Regions from separate parts of the Sus scrofa genome. Here region 1 is linked to region 2. Evidence: chromatin contacts called from public Hi-C data. All regions are on one chromosome and are shown on one strand. Each heading gives the region's core, a stretch centred on a gene start, on an enhancer-like site or on the middle of the called end of the contact. The rest is flanking DNA. Distances are from core to core; before and after follow the strand shown. Region 1 overlaps LOC106505741 (a long non-coding RNA gene). Region 2 has its middle 7.0 kb from the start of TRNAV-AAC.

Region 1 (4,834 bases), core at 2,113-4,612, 1.0 Mb before region 2:
ATTATTCTGATTGATATGAGATGATACCATTGTAATTTCGATTTGCATTTCTCTAATAATTAGTGATGCTGAGCATTTTTTCATGTGTCTACTGGCCACCTGTATGTCTTATTTGGAGAAATGTCTATTCAGGTCTTCTGCACATTTTTTGATTGGGATGTTTGTTTTTTTGTTGTTGAGTTATATGAATTGTTTGTATTTCTTGGAGATTAAGTCTTTGTTGGTTGCGTCATTTGCAATTATTTTCTCCCACTCCGTAGGTTGTCTTTTTGTTTTTTTTAATGCTTTCCTTTGCTGTACATAAGCTTGTAAGTTTGATTAAGTCCCATTTGTTTATTTTTGTTTTTATTTCTATTATCAGGCATAATTTTAAGGTAGGGATCATGTATGGGGGAGTTCTTTATATACTGAAAGGAAAACATATTCAATAGATACTGTTAAGTGTAAAAACAAGGAATGGGACAGCATATGGAGCAGTGTGTTCCTATTTGCACTGGAAAATAGTACCTAAGAATACATGTGCATTGCTTGTTTATCCATAATATACCTCTGCCAGAACACAGAGAACTCTGGGGGCTCTGACTAACCCTGGAAAGGAAAACTGGGGAGTTGAGAAGAGGGATGTTAAAAGATTCTTTTCGCTATCTTTTTATCATCTGAATTTGCAACTATATGAATGCGTTGTCTATTAAAAAGTAGAAGTAAAATATATTAAAACTTCTCTCTCACACATGAATGCCTTGTTTTACTCCACTTACATAATGGTGCTTTCTTTTGTAGAACCTACCTACTTCCTACCTTTATCCTTAATTGTCCCATTAGCATACATAATAAAGGACCCCTGAGATTAAAGACTTTCTTCTGACAAAATTCTTAATTGTAAATCTCAATTATCCACAGGCTAAATATGACAGATCTCTGTCATATAAAATCTTTGCAGGTTATCTTCATTTTCATTTTAGGTTTGGTGAAAACTAAGGGCTTGGGGGATGGCGGTAGGAGGATGGCAATTGCTTCCAGGTTTCATAGAATCAATGGCAGGCTTAGGGAAAAAAGCTTTTCTATATTTCTTTTTCTTTTCTTTTTTCTTTTTCTTTTTTCAAAAGAAGGAACTCATTATGTTTGGGCTCCCACAGCTACATTGTCTAAAAACATTTTGGCTTTTTTTTTTTTGTGGTACTTGAATACAATTCAGAATGAGTCACTTGGACAAGTGGTCTTAACGGCACGGAAAACAAACACTTTATGAAAACAACATCTATAGGCCTAAGCCTCCTGTCTTTTATCTTTACTATTTTCTCCGAGTCTGGCATGAAACAGACATACACCAATCTCCACAGGGGTTAAATAGAGAACCATCCAAACATCACAAAGCACCGTCCAGAATGTTGATGACTTCCACTCCCCAACTCTAGTGCACAAGGCCTGGCTGGTGGTGCAGAGACCATGGTGTCCTGGCTGGGACAGGCACTCACAGTGTGTGCCAGAATCAGCAGTTCTCAGCCTCAGCACAAGGCACACACGTCTCAGAATGAGTCTCCATCCTTTGTCTGGTGAACAGTATAAATAGCTTGCTCCACATCTGGCTCAAAGCCCGTTTCTGCTCAATCTTAGAGTAGGGTCTTTTCTCCCACTTTGTTTTAGGTCAGCTTTTAGCATCACTTGTTTAATGCACTAAGCTCTTACTTCTGTGTATTATCAAACCTAGGGATGGAGGGAAGACTGAAGGATCTGGACATGTGCTTTTTAGGCGATCAGACAAGGCTGAGGGCTAAGGCATTAGTTCTTGGGTCTTCCGATCTCAGAGAAAGGAACCCTCTCTAGAACGTGAACTCTAAATCCAGAGGGCTTATACACAGGGGAGGATATACTACGGAATCACATTAGATGCTAGAAGTGGTTTGTTCTGAGAGGGGTTGTGGGTAATCCCTATGTTGTTCTTCTTTATAACCTTGTATACTTTTCACATTTCCTACAGTGAGCCCCCTCCTTAGTAAGTCTGTAAGCGTGAATAGGTACATCATCTTGTAGAATCTCTCTCTTTTTAAGAAATCTTTAAAATGGAGACAAGAGTAAAAATACTTAGGGCTATCGGAAGGGTGACCCGAGATCGTAAACATGTCCTGACTTGCACACTGTTTTCCTCACCCCTGTGCTCTTCTTCACCCTCTCCTTTCGTTAGGGGGGCCAGTGATTTGATTTAGGACCAGCTGAGAGGATTACTTCTGGGAGAGAAGATCCGTCCCCAGCTGTGCTTCTCAGAATTTAATGTACTTCAGAATCACCATGAGGGCTTGTTAACAACAGACTGCTGGGTTTTTCACTAGTTTCTGATTCAATAGGCCTGAGGTGGGGTCTGAGAACTGGCCTTTTTAACATGTTCCCAGTGATGCTGATGCTGCTGGCCTGGGAGCACACTTGGATCTACAAGATGCACAGCAAGAATTAATTTCAAGTTATTCTAAACATAAATACCTCATTTCTGTCTTTCCTCCCTCCCTTTCTCCCTTCCTCCTCACTCCCACTCCTCCCACCCCCCTATTTGAAGGTTATAGAAACCTCCAGAGTCTGTATTTCTCACCTCTGTGTTTTTTGTCGACAGGTCAAGTCTCTTCTTATGTCAAAAAACCAGTGGGGGAGTTCCCGTCATGGCGCAGTGGTTAACGAATCCGACTAGGAACCATGAGGTTGCAGGTTCGATCCCTGCCCTTGCTCAGTGGGTTAACGATCCGGCGTTGCCGTGAGCTGTGGTGTAGGTTGCAGACGCGGCTTGGAACCCGCGTTGCTGTGGCTCTGGCGTAGGCCGGTGGCTACATCTCCAATTCGACCCCTAGCCTGGGAACCTCCATATGCCGCAGGAGTGGCCCAAAGAAATAGCAAAAAGACAAAAAAAAAAAAAAAACCAAAAAACAGTGGGGAGCAGTAATGTTGTTTTGCTCTAAGTATCTTATTTCAGAGACCAAGAGAAAAAGAAATACGCATTCTCCGGACGGTTCCTAACCTGAACTGATATTGTCTACTAATAATAGAAAGACAGTCTTTTGATGACTGATGCTTAAATAATTTGGCATCTTGGTGCCATAAACATTTGAAAAATAAAATGGTCAGGAAAATGCCTAAAGAAAACATTTCAGGTTAGTGCATAGACTAGCAGGCCATGTTTGCCTTGAAGACCAAAAAGGCCTTCTTGGTTTTTCTAAACTCTATAGGATAGAAGTTCTTTGCTTGGGATTCACGAAGCCCTAGATGTGATTGCAAGATGGTGTGTTTGCTTATGAGCATTTTTGAATCCCTAAGAGGGTTCATGGCCTTCGGTGGATGGTCAAAGAGATTGTGACTCAGAAAAGATTAATACTGCCATAGAGACTTGTTTGGTTAAAAGCCACATGTTCATTTCTTGATGAAGAAAGCAAATTCCTAGCATGGGAGGAGAAGCTGGGAGCATGGCTGGCAGTTGGCCCATTGAAACATGAGTGAGGAGTGAAGTCTACCAATGAATTCTGTCAGGAAACCACTGCTAAAGCTAAGGTTAAAAGCCTTCTCAGTTTTAGTTTCTTCATCTGAATCATATAATTAATAAACATCCTCACCTAGCTGAGTTGCTGTCCAGTTTAATGTGATGTTTGCAAGGCCCTTAGAGTAGTATTTGGTACCTGGTAGATGCTAAATAAATGGTACCCGGTAGCAGTGGAAGCTGTGGTTGTCAGCTGGTGTGCCTTATGGTGATCACTACAGAAGCATCGGGAGCAAAGATGCAAGGAGATAGCTTTATATTTCCTGCCTTTCTTCCTTCCAGCAAGTGTGCACATCAGTACCGGGTATATTTCTCAGCTCTATGGAACTGCACCCTTGTCTCCCCTCCGTGGCTTCTAGCTCACTGCTGCATCTGAGGATGTGCCCCCACTTTGTCCAAGGTTAATTTCGACCTTCTCCAGGAAAGACCAGAGCCTGGAGAATCAGCAATCAGGCAGAAGCAATCCTGTTTCACCAGTCTTTCTGGTTGGGTGCTAATGCACAAAGTGTTAAGACTACACTCCCAACAACAGAGCTCCTAGAGCAAATTTTAAAGGACTTGATGAAAGCAATTTCTAGGGCTCTAACCCATCATAATTAGGAGCTTGCTGGAGAAAAGGAGATGTTAGGAAGGGATGAGCTGAGGAAGGGAGATATATTTAAGTTGAAACATAGTTTCACCTTCTTGTTTTAACCCTTGCTGGAGTTATCTTCTAGGTACAGGTGAGCCATTTACCTGACAGGTCTGCATTTGGTCAAAGTGCATTATCCCAGTTCAAGGGTGCTGATTTTCAGGAAGCATAACTGTACTGGGGAAGCAAATTTTATTCCATTATTGGCCAAGAAGAAGCTGACCATGTGGATTCTGGGGCTGTCATTTCAATGTCACTATCACCAAGGAGTTGGGGATTATTATTATTATTGAAATGGTACCCAGACTTGGGGGCAAGACAGCCCCAAGGGACAGGGAAGATGATGGCAGCTCCCCAAAGAGAGAGGAAGAAAGAAGGCATGTTGAGGCCCCATGGGTGGGAGCCAAGGTGGATAATCCTGGTGAGGCCAGACTTAGTCATGAGAAGGAGCCCAGTGACTCTGCAGCAGGAAGTCCTGTGTGTTCTCCTCCCAGGCTTGGGGAGATTATGTGATTTGGAAGGGTGTCATGGAAATAAAAAGAGGGAGAGCTGGAACTGGAGTCAAGTTCAGTGGGTTCCTTGGTCTGAGAAATCCAGTTCAGTTTGCTTTAGTTGCCTCATAATCACCTGGAGGGCTTGCTGAACCCAGAGTGTTGGGTTCCACCCCAGAGTGTTTGGTTCAGTAGGTG
Region 2 (4,331 bases), core at 1,076-3,575:
GTCCAGACCCTGCCACCTACCAGCTGCATGATTTAAACAAACTGTTTAAACACTGTGAAGATCAATTTCCTTACTGATAAGTGGGGTTGCTAATCCTAATCCCTATCTGTCTCACAGGATCATTGAGAAATTCAAATCAGATAATGTCTGTCTATGGCATTTTTTTTTTGCCATAGAATCAGTTTATAGATCATGCGACTTCCTCCAGAGTCGAAGTCGATTATTTGCGTCCTCAGCACATTATATTACTTGTACTTCTACTGACCACTTAATTTATGCAGCTTTATCTTTTTTGCTTTCTCCCTTGCTAGATATATCCTTAGAAGACAAGGATTGTGGGCTCTTCTTTTTTCATCTCTATCCCCTTCCCTGATGATTTCTATGGTGCACTCCCAGTAGGGGGCAGAGAAAACATCAGGGCAAAGGCTCTAAGGTATAAACATGATAGGCATGTACTAGCAGCCCCAAGTAATTCAGTTTAGTCTGAATCAAGCATTTGTGAAGACGTACATTTCATTCTTTGGCCTGTGTTTCCCATTTTACTGATTGTAAGCAAGACTACTAGATTGGATAATGTGAAGAAAATAATTATCTAGGAGCAGTTGAACAGTTGATGCTGCACTCACTATATTCATAAGCACTAGAGAATGACCCCAAACCCCTCACTTTAGAATTCTTAAAACTCCCTTTTTTTCCCCTAAAACAGGGATAACCATATATTTATCTAATTTAAACTTCAATATCCCAGAGAAATGAGTAAGACAAGTAGTATTCCCACTTTACGAATTAAGAAATTGAGATTTCAAGAGGTTAAGAGAATTAAATTTAAAGTGATCTCCAAAGTAGCTTGCTAGGTTAGATGGGCAAACAATCCTTAACTTAGGCAGTTAACCGAACTAGTCTGGAATATTTTGTACACACTCTAGCCTCTTTCTCGGTGTCATAGATGATCCTTTTCAAGTAATCTAGGGGAAGGGAATATAAACTGTTAAAATTCCCTTTAGCTACACTTTCCTTACCCTAAATCGTATCAAAACAATCCCCCATCATCTTTTCTCTCAGATCGAGAGGCCAATAGCGAAAAATGCACGGAATCCACCCAACTGAATGAGTTCAGCTTTTAAGATCAGCCAGTTATATGAAAAACGGCATCGTACTGGCCAATATAAAAACGTGCTACAATTTATGGTGCATTGTTCTTTTCTTAATGTCACCACAACATTAAAGCAAATTCAATGATTATAAAAATTAAGAATGAAGTAGTTATACGTAATAAAACACACCCTCTGCTCAAGAAGTTGGAGAAGGCATTCCAATGAGAAGGAAGCCAAGCAGGAACGCTGAGGCAGCTGAACCAGCTGATTGATCCAAGATTCTGTTTGAGTTGGTGCTGCTTGGGAATTTATATTCGTAATGTTCTCTAACAAATGTGATGATCAGAACTGAGAATCACTGTTCTGTATCCCTGGACTCCAAATTTCTCTATGAACTCCATTTCTCTCGAGTCGTATGGCAAAGGTCGCTCAGAAACCCTCTAGTTTTGCTTTTTTTTTTTTTTTTTTTTTTTTTTTTTTTTTTTTTTTAAGGGCCGCGCTCCGCATATGGAGGTTCCCAGGCTAAGGGTCCAATCGGAGTTGCAGCTGCCAGCCTATGCCACAGCAGGCCAGAGCAGCCTCTGCGACCTATACCACAGCTCACGGGCAACGCCCAGATCCTTAACCCACGGAGCGAGGCCAGGGATCAAAACCGCAACCTCATGCTTCCTAGAGGGATTCGTTTCCGCTGTGCCACTATGGGTACTCTCTCTAGTTAGTTTTCAAGTTACAAGTTGGCTGGTTGGAAGAAAATACCCAAATCTTCTATTTAGGAACATGATAGAAGTGCAGCGATTAACCTCATGGCCGGAAGCGGAACTTTAGGAAAAAAAAAAAAAATTTTTTTAGCGAGCCTGGCTCTCGCGAGAGCCGCGCGGGGCGGGCCTCGGCCAATCGGCGCGGTCGGCGGCCGCTCCTTTTATAGGGAGACGCATCCGCCTGATCGGCGGGTTGCGGAGGGTGGGCCCAGGAGCGGTGGCGGCCATTTTTTAAGTCTAACCCTAACTGAAAGAGGCGTAGGCGCTGCGCTTTTGCTTCACGCGCGCTGTTTTTCTCGCTGACTTTCAGCGGGCGGAAAAGCCTCGGCCTACCGCCATCCACCATCCAGTCTGAAACAAACAAAAAATGTCAGCCTCTGGCTCGCTCACTGCTCCCGGGAACCTGCGGTGGTTCGCCCGCCCAGCCCCCGCGCCCCGCCTGAGGCCGCGGTCGGCCCGGGGCTTCTCCGGAGGCGCCCATTGCCGCCGCGAAGAGTTGGGCTCTGTCAGCCGCGGGTCCCTCGGGGGCCAAGGCGAGGCTCTGACCGCAGGGAAAGGAACGGAGTTGGTCCCCGCGCGCTGTGCGCTTCCCTAAGCTGTGGGCTGTGCACCTGGGACTCGGCTCAGACACTTGCAACCTGAGGGGCTGCGGGGGGGAGGAGCGGTGCCCCCACTTCTGGTTTCTCCTTGTAAGAAGGCAAGCCGTTTGTTAGCGTCCGTCTTACCTCGCTTTCAGTGGTGGGCCTTTGGGCCTCCAAATTTGGCGATTGGTCCAGAAGGACACGTGTAGGCACTCCAAAATTCGTCCAATAAGTATTTGTTAACTAGAAGATCTCATATGTTCTTAAAACAATGGAAATTATGTTCCTTAATGGTCATTGCTTTTCATCTTTGCATCAGTGTTTGGATGCAAAATATCAAGTGGTGACTTTGAAAAGAAGTTTCGAAGAAATCTACAACCCTCCACTCCCCAAAGAATTTGGTCAGATTTCTTTGCCAAAAGCGGTTGTGGGGGGGCAGCTAAAGGCCTATTAGGTTAAAGGAAACAACCAACAGGCCATCCTGCACACGTCCTCAGAACTAACTTCCAGGTTTATATGAGGATTCATCTGAAGTCGTGCCTTCACGTCCTTAGGACTGCTATTCTGACGGCAGTTGCTGGGAGAGAGTGTGGCCAGCAGCCTGAATTATAAAGGCAAATTACCAGGGTGATACCTACCTGGGCTCTTGACCGTCAGTGGAACAGTTAAATCAGGAGGACCTTGCCAGTAAATTTATGACTGTAGATCTACAGCATCTCAGCCTATTACCTGAAGTAGGTCCCTCAATGTCGTCTAACACAATTAACCTTCAGTTAAAAAATATGAAAAAACTGGAATGCACCATTGCAGGTTATGCTAAGAAGGAAAAAGAATTTTCCCATCAGCATAGTTTTGGAAAGAACACAGGGTAAGTTATTGAATGAGGTTCTAGATTTGATTTTGCCAGAGAATATTCTAGATTCTTGAGGTTACTCAGCTAGCTTCACTAAGCTTCCATTTACTGGGCAAGTGGTCTTTTAAGAGCTCTTTTGAACACTGCCAGGGATTCCTCGAACTGCCAATAAATAGATGTGTTTTGTTTGTGCTCCATCTAGTGGTACTTTTGCTTCTCCACATTTACAAAATTTGTGGTGAAGCTGAGGCAAGGATGGCTACCAACAGAGGATGCTCTTTTTCTCATTTTTAGAAAGAAAATAGTGGCCTAATGAATGCAGTTTTTAAAAATACCGCAGATGTTTTCTAATTCTTATACTTGAAATTCTCTCCTTGACAAAAGTAAACATTCCAAAGGAAAACTCTTCTCAATATTATGAACACTTTATATATTTTTTTGTTTTGGTAGAATGATTCGCTTCCTTAAATTATATAATTTTGGAGCAAGGGGTCATAGAGGTCATCCAGTGAGAGAATTTACATTACAACTTTTTGTGGATAATATGTAGTTATGGCAAATATGACATCTTATTGCTTCAAGATTTAAGTCCCTCTAGCAGATGAAGAAACTGCCTTGCCTATGCTAATTTTTTTTTCTTTTTTTTTTTTTTTTTTTTTTTTTTTTCAGAATTGGGGCCAGCAACTAGGCCTCTGAACTTTTAAGTTCTGTTTACCATGTGGCACCTTAATGCTGTGTTGGCTTGCTTGGGAAAGAGATTTAGCGTTAACTCCACATAATTTTCTGGTTTAAAGTAAAATAAGATCCTTAATGCTTATTTGCCTTTGAGCTTGATTTTCATCCACTACTCCTCTCCCTCTACAACCATCTTTGAAATAAGTTTGTACTGGAAAGTCTGTTGTGTGTTTCACTATTTTTCAAGTGCGGTTGATTCTTGTTATTTGTGATAGTATGTTCTATAAAGTCACCATAAACACTGACTTAGTGAATACAGAACAATTTCTTCTGGGGGAAATACAGGATTGCATTCCTGAGAGCCTCTAGT

What was found. Hi-C and Micro-C count contacts between places; a contact is called where the count stands out from the background.
Region 1: a Hi-C map of embryonic fibroblasts shows a contact between it and region 2, with 4 times the contacts expected there. The contact joins two enhancer-like sites. A contact is called at or near these places in 2 of 5 promoter capture datasets (fetal liver and fetal skeletal muscle) and 2 of 47 Hi-C or Micro-C datasets (embryonic fibroblasts and retroperitoneal adipose tissue).

Annotation. Positions count from the first base shown.
Region 1 is chr13:109,474,524-109,479,357 of Sscrofa11.1, reverse strand. The region is part of intron 1 of LOC106505741 (a long non-coding RNA gene); the gene reads left to right. Among named protein-coding and RNA genes, the nearest start is that of RPL22L1, 23 kb to the left of the region's middle. Within about 2 kb of position 3,362, at least 4 of the 83 cell types and tissues checked have an H3K27ac peak or open chromatin away from gene starts, as enhancers often do. A contact at or near this core is called in embryonic fibroblasts, where this site is marked.
Region 2 is chr13:108,424,220-108,428,550 of Sscrofa11.1, reverse strand. No RefSeq gene overlaps it. Among named protein-coding and RNA genes, the nearest start is that of TRNAV-AAC, 7.0 kb to the left of the region's middle. Within about 2 kb of position 2,325, at least 80 of the 83 cell types and tissues checked have an H3K27ac peak or open chromatin away from gene starts, as enhancers often do. A contact at or near this core is called in embryonic fibroblasts, where this site is marked.